Regions from separate parts of the Sus scrofa genome. Here all the other regions are linked to region 1. Evidence: chromatin contacts called from public Hi-C and HiChIP or PLAC-seq data. All regions are on one chromosome and are shown on one strand. The core of a region is the stretch at or near the end of the contact, and the rest is flanking DNA. Distances in the headings are between cores, read along the strand shown. Region 1 overlaps PDE4D (cAMP-specific 3',5'-cyclic phosphodiesterase 4D). Region 2 overlaps PDE4D (cAMP-specific 3',5'-cyclic phosphodiesterase 4D). Region 3 overlaps PDE4D (cAMP-specific 3',5'-cyclic phosphodiesterase 4D). Region 4 overlaps PDE4D (cAMP-specific 3',5'-cyclic phosphodiesterase 4D).

What was found. A called contact is a pair of places that touch in the nucleus more often than the background predicts. HiChIP or PLAC-seq counts read pairs in DNA pulled down with a chosen protein or histone mark.
Region 2: an H3K27ac HiChIP or PLAC-seq map of skeletal muscle shows a contact between it and region 1. The contact joins two enhancer-like sites. A contact is called at or near these places in 2 of 47 Hi-C or Micro-C datasets (both in skeletal muscle) and 1 of 2 datasets of contacts at active chromatin or transcription factors (skeletal muscle).
Region 3: a Hi-C map of skeletal muscle shows a contact between it and region 1, with 7 times the contacts expected there. The contact joins two enhancer-like sites. A contact is called at or near these places in 3 of 47 Hi-C or Micro-C datasets (psoas muscle and skeletal muscle) and 1 of 2 datasets of contacts at active chromatin or transcription factors (skeletal muscle).
Region 4: a contact with region 1 is called in an H3K27ac HiChIP or PLAC-seq map of skeletal muscle, with 5 times the contacts expected there. The contact joins two enhancer-like sites. A contact is called at or near these places in 2 of 47 Hi-C or Micro-C datasets (both in skeletal muscle) and 1 of 2 datasets of contacts at active chromatin or transcription factors (skeletal muscle).

The regions. Positions count from the first base shown.
Region 1 is chr16:38,417,906-38,421,935 of Sscrofa11.1, forward strand. The region is part of intron 5 of PDE4D (cAMP-specific 3',5'-cyclic phosphodiesterase 4D); the gene reads right to left. Among named protein-coding and RNA genes, the nearest start is that of MIR582, 160 kb to the right of the region's middle. Within about 2 kb of position 1,681, at least 8 of the 83 cell types and tissues checked have an H3K27ac peak or open chromatin away from gene starts, as enhancers often do. A contact at or near this core is called in skeletal muscle, where this site is marked.
Region 2 is chr16:37,934,774-37,938,803 of Sscrofa11.1, forward strand. The region is part of intron 10 of PDE4D (cAMP-specific 3',5'-cyclic phosphodiesterase 4D); the gene reads right to left. Among named protein-coding and RNA genes, the nearest start is that of RAB3C, 520 kb to the left of the region's middle. Within about 2 kb of position 2,333, at least 3 of the 83 cell types and tissues checked have an H3K27ac peak or open chromatin away from gene starts, as enhancers often do. A contact at or near this core is called in skeletal muscle, where this site is marked.
Region 3 is chr16:38,093,479-38,097,508 of Sscrofa11.1, forward strand. PDE4D (cAMP-specific 3',5'-cyclic phosphodiesterase 4D) reads right to left here. Exons shown (of 19, transcript XM_021076868.1): 8 at 955-1,028. Among named protein-coding and RNA genes, the nearest start is that of MIR582, 480 kb to the right of the region's middle. Within about 2 kb of position 2,348, at least 1 of the 83 cell types and tissues checked has an H3K27ac peak or open chromatin away from gene starts, as enhancers often do. A contact at or near this core is called in skeletal muscle, where this site is marked.
Region 4 is chr16:38,110,671-38,114,700 of Sscrofa11.1, forward strand. The region is part of intron 6 of PDE4D (cAMP-specific 3',5'-cyclic phosphodiesterase 4D); the gene reads right to left. Among named protein-coding and RNA genes, the nearest start is that of MIR582, 470 kb to the right of the region's middle. Within about 2 kb of position 1,746, at least 2 of the 83 cell types and tissues checked have an H3K27ac peak or open chromatin away from gene starts, as enhancers often do. A contact at or near this core is called in skeletal muscle, where this site is marked.

The DNA.
Region 1 (4,030 bases), core at 431-2,930:
CCTTGGTAAACCCTGGAACAATGAGGGCCCACACAGAAGCTCATTCCAAGTTCTGGTTCCCTCTCTCCTCTTGCTACATAAACGGCAGCCACTCATTCTGAATTCTCAGAGCCACAAAGGAAGGGGAAGTTTTTTGATCCTGTCACATCCTCCCCCATTTAAACCATTTATAGTCTTAAATTCTTGCCCCTGTTTTGTTTTTTATTTTTTGGCCACCCCTGGCATATGGAGTTTCCAGGCCAGAGATCAGATCCAAGCCGCATTTGTGACCTACACCGCAGGATCCTTTGTGCTGGGCTGGGGGTCAAACCTTGTGTCCTGGTGCTGCAGAGATGCTGCCACAGCAGGAACTTCTGCAGCCTTAACCTGAAGGAGCAATTTGAAGACATCTTCTTGAAACACTGCTAATGGTGAAGTCCACCAACAAAGTGACATTGGGCTTCTGTTCCCTGTAGGTTCCCTTGACACATCACTGTGCTCAGAAGAGCAAGTTGAACACCTTGTCTTGAGTTGGCTTGGGAGGAGGGTTTACTTTTGCCTTGTAGACTTGTTATTTCAATTTTCTTCTTAAAAGGAAAGTCTTTGAGAGTTTGAATTTTCATCTATTCCGGCATAAGCTGTATCAAGTAAAGGGTCTCAGGATTAAAAGAAAAGTGATGCCCTTAGTAATGGCTTCTGAGGAAATCAGACATACTGCACTCTATCACAAGGTACTGTGTAAGTTCCTACTCTTTTCAAAGGTTCTTTTAGAGCAGGGACTCTGCCTTATTGCTGTATTCCTAAATCTAAAACAGTGCCCCCAAAATAGAAGGCACGGAATATGGAACATTTATTGCCTGAATGGCTCTCATTATAAGCTTTCATTATATGGGGATGCACAAAAAAAACTAAAAGAAGTGTGACATGATACCAAAGTTCATAAATTAAATGTTACCAGAACAGAGATTTTTTTCTACAAATGAAGGACATGAATCAGAAGATATCTTACTAGATTATAACCTGCCTCAATCCCCAGTTTACGAATACATCCATCACCAGGTTTCTGGCAACAACACAGACATTTATATTTCATTTAAATCCTCAGTTATCTTACTAGATTATAACCTGCCTCAATCCCCAGTTTACGAATACATCCATCACCAGGTTTCTGGCAACAACACAGACATTTATATTTCATTTAAATCCTCAGTTTTATACTTGGAAAATGCCCAAATAAGTAAAACATTTTTCATTTAAATTGTCTGCCAGTTTATGTAAAGGAATTCCCTATGAGACACCCCCTTTACAGAGGGAACATAAAATTGTGTAGGAAGGGCATGTGATTATTAAGTGGACAAGTGTGATTGCCTTTCTTTCTAAAACTGATGGTTTCCTCAAAGGTCTTCTCCATTGTGCAGTTTTTATCAGCTTATAGGGCTTTACAGCCCCTTCAGCTCAATCTACTCACTGCAGCCTCAGCCCATCTGCGTTCAGGAAAGAATTCTTCCAGGGAGGGATCCATTCCAAGAACTCTGGCTGCAATGAGATCAGATCTAGATCTGGAGGTCAGCTGTGATTTCTGGCTCCTGCGTAATCTCCTTTTCTTCCCAGCTTACTCAAACCGCTAAGGTCTCCTTCATGGCCACGAGGCCCCACATCAGACGTTCAAAATAGGACAGCTTCTGACCACGATGCTTTCTTGCCAGTTCTAGCTTTGGACCTCCTGTAACCCAAGACGACCTAATCCAAGCCAGGCTCTCGGATGCCCTTCGGATACAGCTCCTCTAATGAATCATAAGACCATCCTCTAGGGACAAGGCGGTTCTCCGAGGTCTCCTTTAGCACCAGAGTCTATTTTTTTCTGCCAAGTTCTGATTGCCTTTCCCTAGTCCCTCTTGCTGAAATCCCACTGAGCCCCTTATTGACACCCTAGGTCTCAAGAAGGTACAATTTTGCTGTCCCAAACTCATTTTCAGGGCTCGGGGTCTAATAATGACTAGTCATTCATCTCCCAACAAGCACATTGTACAGAGAATAGGGACTGGGCTGGAGGGAGGGCATCAAAGAGGTCCTTGTCACTGAACTACATTTCTACAGAATAATATAACTGGTGGATTCTCATATCCAGCAAGGATCAAACTGATGTACTATTTTAGCACTCGTGCAAAAACTCTCCTCTGATTTCTGCACTGGATTTTATTTTATGGAAAAGTTCCATGATTTTTAATATACTATATCATCTCCTCATACCAAGTACTTTCATACTTTAAGAATTACAAAATGCACTCATCAAAAATGTTTGGCACACCATGTGCTACATATTACATATTATGTGTTTATATATTTCTAAAACCCTGAACAAACCTCTCTCGGGTTCTGTTTAAAATACATCCACAAAGCATAAGTCAAGTATGAGGGAAAAACAGAACATCAGCTCAGAAAACCAGTACCTACTCTACAGGTGCTGTAATTTGAAATTTTGGTGAAATGACTTTGAAAATTAGCTATGCAAGAAAGAAGAACAAAGGCAGGCTACAATATTTCCTTCCCTTCAGCAACATTAAAGCCTGAGAAATGAAATGTCCAAACCTCTTCCAGAAATAAAAATCAATTGAGAAGAGCAACCCAAAGAGCATTAATGCAATCAGTCTGCATGCTGCCAGCTAATTTACAATCCATGACGAGCGAAGCCAAGTGGGAGTTATTTACGTTTGTTCTTCTGGTAGAATAGAAGGAAGGAGAGTGAAAAGGATCTGCTGAATCAGATTGTTTGACTGAGGAGTGACAGAGACGTTTTCTTCAATTAATAGCCAGCTGCATAACTTGAGCTAATGCCAGCTGGGCTTTCGTCATGAAGTAACACAAAAATAAATGATTCTATACTCAGGTGCTGGCTGTGATGCAGTGAATTAATCCATCCAAAGCTGGAGCAGGGAAGGGGCAAGCGATCATGCCACCTGAATTTTATGAGCATATTTGGCCACTGTCTACGGAGACTGAGGTAATGCTAATTGCTAAATGTCCAAATAGGTCCAAGTGGATGCATAGACTTGTTTGAATAAACAAATTCTTAGACAGGAGAGACCAAAGAGGGCAGAAATGGCCTCATCAGGGCCATGCTGATTTCTTCACCAATGAGTGAAATTCACATTCATGTTCAAGTCACATGGTCAAGGGGGAAAGTGGGCAAAAAGGGTTTCATTAAGGGCATCCACCTATGGGAATTCCTGAGGGGAAAATAATGACTACAGCCACATAAAAGGAATTTGGTATTTTTTTTTTTTCTCTTTGGGGGCCCATATGGAGGTTCCCAGGCTAGGGGTCAAATCAGAATTGCAGCTGCTGGCCTATTGCCACAGCCACAGCCACGCCAGATCTGAGCCGTGTCTGCGATCTACAGCACAACTCAGAGTAACACTCGATCCTTAACCCACTAAGCAAGGCCAGAGATCAAACCCACATCCTCATGGATACTCGTTGGTTTCATAAGCCGCTGAGCCACAGTGGGAGCTCCAAGAATCTAGTACTGGTTTAAAGAAGTCAAATGCCTGCTAGTACATTCAGAAGAGATGAACAGGCCCAGCACTAGGATTTTTCTAGTGAGGTGCCTGTCCCGGTGGTCACAAGTCCATGTGTCTTCTGGCTGCCTAACTACATTCCCGTCTGTCTGGATGGAAGGGTGCCCACCCACAAGCCAGACCATTTCATTACGGGAAAGATTCCGAGGTTCCATGTGTCAGGCAAACTCCACTTCCCCATCACTTCATGTAAACACCTCTTCTCAGGGAATTTCTTACAGAAAAACCCACTTGAAAGCACATAACCAAAAGGAAGGTCGGAAAACCAGAAGCTCCATAGGAATCTATGTATGGAGTGTTCAGACAGAAAATAAGTAGGCAGCAGTAGCGGCTTGACCTGTGAATTCTTTGCCATCTGTTTGCTCCCTCAACTTCCAAACTGTAGCCCTGGAAATATAAACACCCAATTCTAAACATTCACAGGCCTGCGGCAGCAAAGTACCACAGGCCAGTTTCACAACTGGGGCATGCAG
Region 2 (4,030 bases), core at 1,083-3,582, 480 kb before region 1:
AACAAACAAGAGAGTAGTCCACTTCCTTAACCATTTAGATTAAAAAAAAAAACCCACTCCAGGTCTTACAAACAGTGATCAACAGCTAAACATGAGCAATTATAGCTTGGGCTGTTGCTGCTGGTCCTGTAACAGCTAGAGGAGCAAGCATGCAAATCAGAACATATGAACTTCCATTTGGGGTAAGAAAACATATCAACCTCCAATAGCAGTTGCACCATTTGGGTGTCCTGATCCAACATCGAGGTCGTAAACCCTATTGTCGATAGGAACTCTAGAATAGGATTGCGCTGTTATCCCTAGGGTAACTTGTTCCGTTGATCAAAATTTTGGATCAATAAGTGATGTTATGGTTATTTTGACTGGTTTGTCTAGATTAAAATCACTCAGAGGGTTTTTTATGCTCCGAGGTCACCGACTTTAATATAGCTTCCAGAATACCAGTTCTAATAATTCACAAAACTATCTTTCTCTAAAATCCACAGTTAAAAGTAATAATAGTTAATACTGATTGATATTGATAAATATTTATTTACCATCTACTACCTGCCAAGACTAGCATAGAATACTTGCCTGGCATTATCTCATTCATTACTAATAACAATTCTGTGAGGACTATTATTATTCCCATTTTACAGTTGAGCCTTAAGGCCCTAATCATCAGGTCTATACAGGCAACTTCCAGGTTGCCTGTCTTTTCACCACAAATCCAGTCCTGACAATTGAAGGCCTCTAGGACATTTCTATTTAGATATGTAATTTCATGTCTAAAGATTTAACTGACATATCTTCCACCTCACTCTCTTCAAATCAGCTTCTCTCCCTGATTTTCCAATTGTTATTCCTTCTATTATTACTTGAGTTTAGAATTTCATACTTTCCTCTGGCTGCAGTGCCCCAGCAAAGTCTCCTTTCCTGCAGTCATTCTCCTAACTATCCGTTTCTTTTCCTTCCCATCCTATTCCAGTCCCTCATCACTTACATGCCTAATTCCCTATCAGATTCTTTTTGCTTTCACACTTTCTCCTCAATGTGATCCATCCTGCATACCACCATCAGATTTATCTTTCTAAAACCATTTTGTTACTTTCCTTGTAGCATTTCCCCGAAAACAAAACACAAGGGTTCTTTAGGGTGGACAGAGTATTGTCCAAACAGCTTAATCTGACACTTGAGGTGCTCTGCAGTAGGGCCTCAATCTACACTTTTCACACCTGCCTCTGTTCCTGTAATCAGATTTTCTGTTCCAGGCAGGCTCTTTCATCCAGAATACCCATTCCTCACCCACACCTACAAACAATAAGGCAATCTGAGGGAGTGTCCCATCCTACCCTGCCTCATCCAGCCCTTGCACTATCATCTCTTTCCTCATTAGTAACCAATATGAACCTTCTATGTTCAAGATCCAACCTAAGTAGCACTTTTTCTGGGATGCTTCCCAACCATTCTCATTCTTAGTGTTGAACATTCTGTACTGCTCTATAGGACCAGTAAACTCTGGAACTCATTCACACCCAACAGCCTTACTTAACGTATACGGCAATAAGTATGTCTATATGCTTTTGTATGTACGTATCTACCTCTCTTTGTATGTATTTGAATACAAATGCACATATATTAAGCCTCATTTTGTCTATGAAAGCCTTTGGAGCAGTTTACTTGCAGTAACTACACAAAAACAAAATTTCCTTAGTGAAGGCCTAACTATTGGACTTATGTTACCTGAAGTCAAAAGATACAAAACAATAATGACAAAACCCAAAATTTAAAAAAAAAAAAATGCCTGATTTATTTCTCATATGAAAATGGTATCTGGCCTAGAGAATAATCAAAGATCAAATATAAATAACAAAGATAAAGCAAAGTAAAAATTTCATTCAAAAGTGATAATATCAATAAAGACTGAACACAGGATCTTGTTTAGTGACAAAAATTATTTATTCCACACAAAGTAAAAGCCCTGACAAAAGTAAGAAAGGATTCTTGTTCTGTGTCACTTTAATTTTCCTGTGCCTTAATACCTCATTTTTAATGAAGGAAAGTGAAGTGATCTCACAAATCTCTTTCACCTCTAAGAACTTTTGGAATTAAAAAAGAAAAAAAAATCTTTTTTTTTTTTTTGAATCAAGTATACTAAAGCTTGATTTCTCTGCAAAGTGGCTGATGGCAAGTGGAAAACGGAAAGGGATCAATCACCTACTCAGTGACTCATTTTCAACTCTGATACCAACTACACTGCCGGGGAATTTCTTTTCCCTCTGGCTACGGCGAGTGTCAGACCCATGACTAGCCCATCTGGGCTGGAATTATGTTCAAGGTCATCTCATCCATTCCTCTGTTTCTCAGCTGGACTGCCATTTTAAATTTGTGCGATGATTAAAGGGTTCTATTTTTGGTTCACATTTCTTCTTACCCCAAAAGAGACATTTAGTAACCTGATGTTGATTGATATTTGACACTCTTATTAATAATCAAAATCTCACTATTCTACAGAATCGGAAAAAAAAAAAAACATTTGGAGGGGCCTCTGAGGTCATTCTGGTGGAGGGAAAAGTAAAGTCTAAGAAACGTTCCAGTTTTTAGACAAAGTGGATTAAAGATCCACGTGAGACCCTCACAACTGAGAAATGTTTCTTTTGTGGCTGCATTCATACATACTCTTTCAAAGTAATTGTGGTCAAGTGATCAGTGAGAGTGTAAATAAAAATATGCTATCCAAGGGTGCTAGGTAACAAGCTAAAACTACAGTGAACAACCTCAGGGCGATCCCACATGCAAGCTAGGGAGGCACATAAATCAGCACGATGGGGATCAAGATTTCAAAGGCACACTCTGAGCTCATTTGCCCAGGCTTGTTGATTCAAGCTCCAGTTGCACTGGGTTACCTATATGGCAGCATATAAAGTTCATCTTCTAAGTTTAAAAATAGTTCCCATCCCAACTAAGGATAGGCCATGTACCTATGATGGGTGTACCCATATTATGGACTTGACCTAAGCTTTTGTTTAAATTCTCCTAACAATCCCATGAGATGGATTTTGTTAGTTCCGGTTTATAGAGAAAGCAAAGGCTCAGAGAAGTTGAAGCAGTTTAAATATCCAAGGTGGAGTTCCTTTGTGGCACAGCAGAAATGAATAGGACTAGGGACCATGGGGTTGTGGGTTCGATCCCTGGCCTAGCTCAGTGGGTTAACGATCTTGCATTGCTGTGAGCTGTGATGTAGGTCGCAGCCACGGTTTGGATCTGGCGTTGCTGTGGCTGTGGTGTAGGCTGGCAGCTACAGCTCCAATTAGACCCCCTAGCCTGGGAACCTCCACATGCTATAGGTGCGGCCATAGAAAAGACAAAAAAAAAAAAAATCCAAGGTCACAACTCCAGTGTGGGGCATTAATAACCATAAGAGAATTGCTGAGCTCATGGGGATTTAGGAGATATAAAGCAGACTCAAGATAAAGGTTCACATTTGTCATCTGCTATTCTGTTTCATTTTTCTCTTGGCATCTAATATCACTCACTATATTGGTGAATCAACCTATACCTATTTTGACACAGTCTCTCTCTCTTCACCCTGTTCCAGCTTGTGCTTTGACTCCCAGGCAACAGGTTACTTAGGGGATGGCCCAGCAGCTGGATGTGACAAGCCACCCATGCTGCTACTGGGCCATGACTCAAGGAGGCAACAGGTGAAGGAGGAGACGCCAGCTACTGGTGTTAAATAAGACTCACGCCTCATGCAATACACTATGTCTATAAATCTCCCCACTCCAGCCCATTCTCTCCCTCCCCCGATCCCACAACTGTCCTCTCTTAAGCATTCACACCCTCACACTGACCCCTCTGGGATTTCTTTTTTTTCCTTCAAGGCTGTTCCAAAGGTTTATTCCAACCAGATTTCACCCTGAACCCTGAGGTGGAAAAGGGGCAGAAACATGAAATGGTCCTCCAGCCAAGTACAGCCCTGCTCCTAGGTCGATCCAGTCAGATAGTCCTTCTGCCACCCTCCCCTTCCTTCTCTCAGTCCAGTGTATGG
Region 3 (4,030 bases), core at 1,098-3,597, 320 kb before region 1:
CTGTGCCATGACGGAAACTCCTAGAGGTGATATCTTAATGAGAATATTATATTATTTTATAATAGGTTGTCAAAATAATGGCATTTGAAAAAGTGAATCAGTTTTCCACTTAACCTTGGCTTCTTATTTTTTGCTTTTCTTCGGGGCCACACTCATGGCATATGGAAGTCCCCAGGCTAGGGGTCGAATTGGAGCTAGAGCTGCCAGCCTACACCACAGCCAGAATGACTCGGGATCCAAGTCCCTTCTGAGACCTACACCATGGCTCATGGCAACACAAGATCCTTAACCCACTGAGCGACTCCAGGGTTCAAACCCACTTCCTCATGGATACTAGTCGGATTTGTTTCCACTGAGCCACAACAGGAACTCCCCCCCCCAAAAAAATTTTTTTTTCATTTTCCACCTTTATTAGAACCCCCAGGTTAAAATTATTTTCCATCTCAGCTTTCTCTCTTTCAATTGCTTCCCCTGTTATCCTATAAGTCCCAGTTTTGTTGGGATCTTCATGGTGCTGTTGATCTAGTTCAGTAACAGCTCAAGAATTAGAGATCTTTGCTGTGATATGATGCTTCTCCTTGCCTTAGAATTAAGAGGATAAAGTGGGGTTAACTTTAAGGGCTGACGACACTCTCTGCCTATGGTTAATTTATAAAGTCAGCCAAAACTGTAGTTACCCTGAGTGTAAATAACTGGGCAGAGGACTGATCATGCCAGGTGATTTCTGACAGATGGAATCATCATATTTATTTGTCATCCTGCTTCATCTCTGATATGAGAACCATCATCACACAGTATTTATAGAAAATTAACAGGACATCGTATGACTTAGAGTAAATGGTTAGACAACATGGCAACTATTCAGAGAAATCTAATATATCACCTTGAGTTCAATTAAATTGAGAAAACACTGTATGAAGGTCCAGCCAGAAGGAGTGGGAGAAAATAACTTACTTGCTAGGTGCTCGGTCTTGCAAATTAGTCAACGCAGCAAAGTTGTTTCGGACAGTTCGCAGGCTGGCCAAGACCTACAACAAAAAAGGAGTCTTTAAACTTCTTGAAATGAGGGCCTCTTTAATGAAATTTGAAATGGTTTGGTGACTTTAAAAATTGGTTTGTTCAGTGAAAACCTGACACCACTTCCAACTTAGTTTCATATACTACTGAAGAACCTCCCAGCATCTGGTGACATTTACATGTATCCATATGAAATCCACAGAGGGCAAACTTAAAAAGATTTTCTGGATTATTTCTCCTCATGGTCTATGAATATGGTGACAGGAGCAGCAACTGCCACAGTATTTCTGGATTCCTCAGCCACCAAAAAAACAATGTCCCAGGCAATATACAGAGTGCTATTGCATTTTATGCAAATTTCAAATCATGTAATATGAAATATTCATAAAGTCTCACTTTAAGGGCAAAATGTAAAACAGTTCTCTTACCAAGTTCTCTTCAAACCAAGAATGCCATAATCTTAAAATCCACAAACCACACCCTTTTTTTTTTTTTTTTTTTTTTGTCTTTTTAGGGCTGCAACTGCTGCATATGGAGGGTCTCAGACTAGGGGTCAAATTGCAGCTGTACCCCCTGGCCTATGCCATAGCCACAGCCATGCCAGATCCCAGCTGCATCTGCAACCTACACCACAGCTCATGGCAACACCAGATTCTTAACTCACTGAGCGAGGCCAGGGATCAAACCTGCTTCCTCATGTATGCTAGTCAGATTCATTTCTGCTGAGCCATGACGGGAACTCCAAACTATGTACATTTTAAATTGTTTTTGCACTTTTGCCACAGGGCTACTCTAGCTAATACACAGAGATTCCTTTCCTCGTGAAGGTTATCTGATTCATGAATTATAAGGTCTCGAATAAAATGAGACTGCCCTGAATGTGCACAGTGCCTGGCCCATGAAAGACACAAAATTTTGTTGAATAAATGATTACTGAGACACAACATAATCCACACACACAAGGCAGGACCAGTAGGCCCCACTATTTCTGATAGCTCTTCCTTTTTTTCTAATTCTAGTGAAGCTGGACAGTGGCAAAACAATCAGAAGTTAGGGAGCACCATCTCCTCCCACTTTCTCCTAGAATGGGCAAGTTTCCCCTCAGGGTGTAGCCTAGAGTTGCTAAGGTCAAAGGCCCTCTGGGTGACAATGGGAATGTTAAGTTTCTCTCAAACTTAGATTTCAGATGCCTTTGTAGATACCACATCACAGCCCAGATGGCCTGGCTCTGTTACAGTCAACATGTGAACTCAGACAAGTTCCATCGTTTATCTGAAGCTTAGTTACTCATCTGGCAAGCAGGAGAGTGCCGTCTACCTCAAGGGCTGTTGTGAAAATGCGATGAGATGACAGGTAAGGTGTCCAGAACAGTGTCTGGCAAACACAAGGCGCTCAGGGACTATTAGCCCAACAAGGCAACATTCCATTTGACTAATGATTGGGCATGTATGCCGGGAATCTACTTAATGTCTCCTAATGACAATATGCAAGAGATGGGGGGCAAATTTATAATGTTACCAGGGCTCCAGGTCTGTTCCCAGAATTTTTTTTCACTGGATGCTGACCGAGACTAAAATCAGCCTAAATTTTGTTCTAAGACAAAAACGTCTCAGACATTTTTTAAACTGGCATTCCTTCTTGTAGGTCACTGGGGTCCTGTTTATGCCCAGGACAGTGACCTACAGCACTATCCCTGAAGGAGTTAATGGTGTTTTGTAAGGTGCCAACCATGATTAACTCACTCCCTGGAAAAATCTGGTCCATTATCACATATAAACAGCTCACAGTGCCAAAAGGTCACCCTGCCTATGACGGAGGATTCGACTGGCCAACTGCTGACATCAAACCATGCTGTCTTTTATCAGGCATGAAATCTTGAATGATCCAGAAAGAAATCTGACAAATGACCCACTGTCATTAAATCATGCAGGCTGAATTTAGACTTTAAGAATTGAATATTAAGTACACTAACAAAACATTTTAAGGTTATTGCCCCCCATCAATCCTTATTCTAGGCTAAAATTTAACCTCAGAATTCTGAGAATTTTGTTTTAATAAATTAAGGTAAGTGCATCTGACAGTTGGGCAAACAGCAATAGGACCGTAGGTAACTCATGATCTGTGCTCATTTGAAAGAAAGCATTACTTCATGAAAGATACACTCCACTTGTTTTTCTGTATAAAGGTTTTTGCCTCAGATATAATAAAGATATTAAATTAGAGGATTTCATTTTGGTTTTTAAATTACATTTTTATTTTGTACTTATTTGCATAATCTATATCTTTACATGGTACACATTTAAAAGTAAATTGTCTCTCTCAATAACAAAGAAAATAATCAAAATTATTGTTATTTCTGAGAAGAGGCCAACAGATAAAACTGGGGGACCCTTGGAGGCATTAAAATATTGGCACTGTTCTATTTCTTAAACTGTTGATTTTAGTATTGTTCTTTATCTTTTAGAAAGTCTCTAGAGATCTTCTCTTATATGGATGAAATATTTCACAATGAAACGTGAAAATAGGTTTCTCTGTTTGAGCCTCTCCTCCATTCAGCTGCTTATCCCCTCGACTCACGGGCTTTTAGATTGTCTCCTAAATTTTATTTTTATACACACTGCTGCAGTAAGTACCCTTGTAGATACATCATCCCCTATATGTGCAAGTATTACATTATTGTTTTTGTGGGGACAAATAATATTTGATAAAGGCTTTATTAAGTATTAACTTGATCTTCTGCACCATGACACAGATGGTACAAACAGAAGTGTAAATAAAAGTCCCAAACAAATGTTGTAAGGAGGGTGTTGTCCTAGGCCTAGTGGGATGATCCTGGGTGTCCATATCATGAAGACACTATGTTAGCCTTTCCTGCTCTCACCTGCACTGCTGGACATAGGGTGAGGCATCTGCTACTGCAGGTGGTGGAGAACTAGAGGCAGTTTTACATAAGGCCCTGAGTTAAAGTTCAATTATGCTTTGTTTTTGTTACAGGGCCACTCTCACTTCCCTT
Region 4 (4,030 bases), core at 496-2,995, 310 kb before region 1:
TTTTAGATGAGGAATGAAAGACCTAAGAAGTACCCCCAAAAAGTCATATGCCCATGGTATGATGAGGCCGGGATTCAAATTTAGGCAACATGACTCTGGTGGGTCTGTGCTTAAACATGGCAGTTCTGCATCTATAACAGTGTTTATCAATGCCAAAAGCACATCCAAAACACTGCTCAATCTCTAGTACATTTTCCATTTCATGAAGGTGATAGGTACCAAAAAAACAATAAATGGAAGAGTCTCATATAAATGCAAAAGAAATAAAAACCAAAAAAATTACCCAAATGACTTAGAAAAACAAAAAAATCCCTACCCCCCTACTGATTTTCATGTCCTTCTTTCCTAAAATAATAAATTAAGTGAAATAAAATAAGTTTTTGTTTGCTACCCAGGTGATAGTTTTGGCTGATAATTCAATATCATATGTCCATACTCAGACTGTAGTAAGATTGCAAGCATGTCATATTTAATAAATGCCTCTGTGCATATGCACATGTATGTAAATATCTATGTGTAAATGTATTTATGCTTGCTGTGTGCATGTGAGTGTAATTCTAGGGGAAGCATTTTGACTTTCTGCCTCTGTATTTCAAATGAGGAGGGGAAAAGTTATTGTGGGGGGAACCCCACCACCATCTTTATCAGCATAAAGAGAATTTACTGTATTATTTAGCCTATAATACTCAATGGAAAAACCCTTCAAAGAACATCTGCCTTGCATACATTACATTTTAAGGTGTATTTCATAAGATTAAGAAAACATAATACGTCAATGCAGGTTCATCAATTGTAATAGATGTTGCACCCTGGTATGGGGGCAGAAAGTATATGGGACATCTATGTACCTTCCTCTTAATTTGGCTGTGAAACTAGAAGTGCTATCCAAAGTAAAGTCCTAAAAAGTTAAAAAATGAAAATATATCATAGAACATGACCTAAGAAGTTATTTGGTCTTCTGACACTTAAATCATTTGCTCACTCCTTATTCATGCTTTAAAAATGAAGGCCTGATATTTGCCCCCAAACATTCCTAAATCAAAACCCCTCTATTTGGGGCCCTTGTATGCTCATCTTACACGCACTGAAGATGAGGTAAGTGAAATTGGAGCTAATGAAACATAAGCAAAAATTCTCTAGTCTGAAGTGTAATCTCCGCTTTGTCATAAAACAAAAATTTAGGTTTCACTAGAGAATGTTCATGAAGTCAATAAATGACCTCAAATTTGTTAAATGATGGCATGAAAGACAATCTCTTTTCAGAATTATATAGCAACAGATTTTCCTTTTCTAAAATGATAAAAGTGTTTTGCACATGTAGGGACGCACTCACTCAGCATATTTATTTTGTTTTATAAAAGCCAATACAATAAAGGGATCCCATCAAGAGTGCTGATGTCACAAATTGTCATCACAAAACTTTGATGGCTGACTTCCAGGAGGGAGGAGGATGGGGAGAGGGCTGCACACACAGCAAGCTTTCACAAGTGCCCTCACTCTGTGTTCTAGGAACAGGTTCTTCTTTCCCAGTTTATCTTCTTTGGCCCGTTCCTAACGTCAGTGGCCCTGCACTCTTGGTTTTTCTCCAGGATGGGCTCCCAGGGAAAAAATTTATGGGTAGCTAGTCCAACAATTTTTCAAGATTTGCATGGTATCAAATGATTCAGTAGATTAAAAGGAAGGGTGTGATCAAACGGAGAGGAATGAGCGCAGTACATTTTCTGCATGCCTACTACGTACGAGACCCTGCCCGACTGACACGTGGTATTTAATTCTGATGCCTCTGCGGTAAATGGATGCTCATGTTCCCTCTCAAGATAAGGAACTCGGTTCTGAGAACTTAAGTAACTCATTGGCAGTCATGCCCTTGGCAAGTGGCAGAGTTCAGTGGTTTCCAAATGCCACGCTGAGACCTGGTGCTCACCCAACAGAATGCTCATTGCTCTTTGTGAGGGTGAGAATAAACACAAACTTTAGAGTGAATTTTTTTTAAGTCTTATTTAAAAAAAAAAGTTAACCACATTCCTTTGAAAAACTCTCCTTTATTCTGAGAATACACCTTTTTAAAAAATGGAAACGAAATGCCTTTGAAAAAGAAAATGAGTGTGTATATCAATGGGGGGAATTTCTCTATTAACTAAAGTCCTTTATCTGGAAAAGTAGGGAGTTAGTAATGCTGGCTCAGTCGCTGAGATGGTTTTTGAAGTCTTATTGAATAATAAAATCCCAGGGCATTGGAAAAGAGCAGCAGAGCTGGATTTAAACCCAGACTTTACATACTGTCACACTTCCACTGCACCATGTTGTTGCTTTCTACACACAAGTGGATTCAGACTATTCTGAAGCTCCACAGAAGTACATATTCTAGACTCAGTACAGTCCAACAGAAGTTTCTGCAGTGATGGAAATATCACTCTCTGTGCCGTCCAGTTCAGTTTGCACTAGCCACAGTGGCTACTTAGCACTGGAAATATGGCTAGTGCAGCTGAGGAACTGGATACTACCTTTATTTAATGTTAATTGATTTAAATCGAGAGTCATCAGTGATTAGTGGCTATCATCTTGACCAGTGCACCTCTTGAGCAATCTTTCAAAACTTCAGTAATAAGAGAAGACAATGTTTTGAATAACTGGAAAAACAAACAAACAAACAAAAAACTACTCTAAGCTTGAGAGCAAAAGAGCATTGCTATATTAATGGAACAACAATTCTTGATTGTTTGGCAAAGACAATTTTTGCTCTTCCTCATAAGAGGAAAGATTTGCTTAGAAGCCCATCAGGATTCTCCACTCCTGAAAGGGGAATAAAGATTTTAGTATAACTGCTATTATTATATTCTCATCCAGAGGGTATTATACCTGCCAGCAAATGCCAAAGGCATTGTCTGGCAGCAGCTGTTGGTCAAAATCATTATGTTCAGGGTCAAGATACCTGGATTCTAACTCATGACGTGTATGTGCACGCACACATGCATGTGTGTGGGTGAGTGCGTGCAAGACATGGCATTTCTGAGCAGAATTTTGTGATATGTAAGTCTGAGCTAATGATATTTTCCCTTGTTTCCTTACATGACTGTTTTGAGGATCAAGTTCTAAACTTCATGGGAGAATCCTATGTTAAGTACAAAGATTATACAGATGTCAGGCGATTTTAAGAATGTACCCCTATCTATCTGCATCACTCCCCAAAGAGTCTATCAAAGCTGAGAGCCAGAGAGGATAAAACATGGTAGTCTTTGTGAATATCTTGAACTTGAACTGATGACTGTGAGGTCTGTTCATAAACCTTTGAGGTATACTTTTACCATATTCAAAGTGCTCCTGTGTTTGGAGAGCTGGGTTATATACAAGTTGTCTGTCTGGGAAACATCAGGTTGCTTTCCTGGATAAAAAGTACAAGATGGGCCACCTTTAAACCAATGCAGAGCAGACAAACAAACAAAACACCAAAAAATAGTGAAACAGGTAGGAAATTTTACCTAATCTCTATAGCAGGTGGGGTAAATGAATGGAAACAATGTATTTAAGATAAATAATGCACATGAAACAGCATAAAACAGGAGTTCCTGTCGTGGCACAGTGGAAACGAATCTGACTAGGAACCATGAGGTTGTGGGTTCGATCCCTGGCCTCACTCAGTGGATTAAGGATCTGGCGTTGCCGTGAGCGTGGTGTAGGTCCCAGACATGGCTCAGATCTGGCGTTGCTGTGGCTGTGGTGTAGGCTAGCGCCTACAGCTGATTAGACCTCTAGCATGGGAACTTCCACATGCTGCGGGTGTGGCTCTAAAAAAAATAAAGACAAAAAAAGAAAAGAAAAGAAAAGAAATGGCATAAAACAAGAGTGTGCTGTCAGGTCAACACATGGAATTAACTCCATGATTTTACGTAAAAGAATTCTTAGTGCCTTCTTTTTTAGCTTCTGAAAAAAAAAAACAAAAACAAAAAAACAAAACAAACAAAAACAACAACAACAGCAAAAACTCATAATTGAAAAATAAGAGATTGGATGAAAGTTTTACTTTATTGCA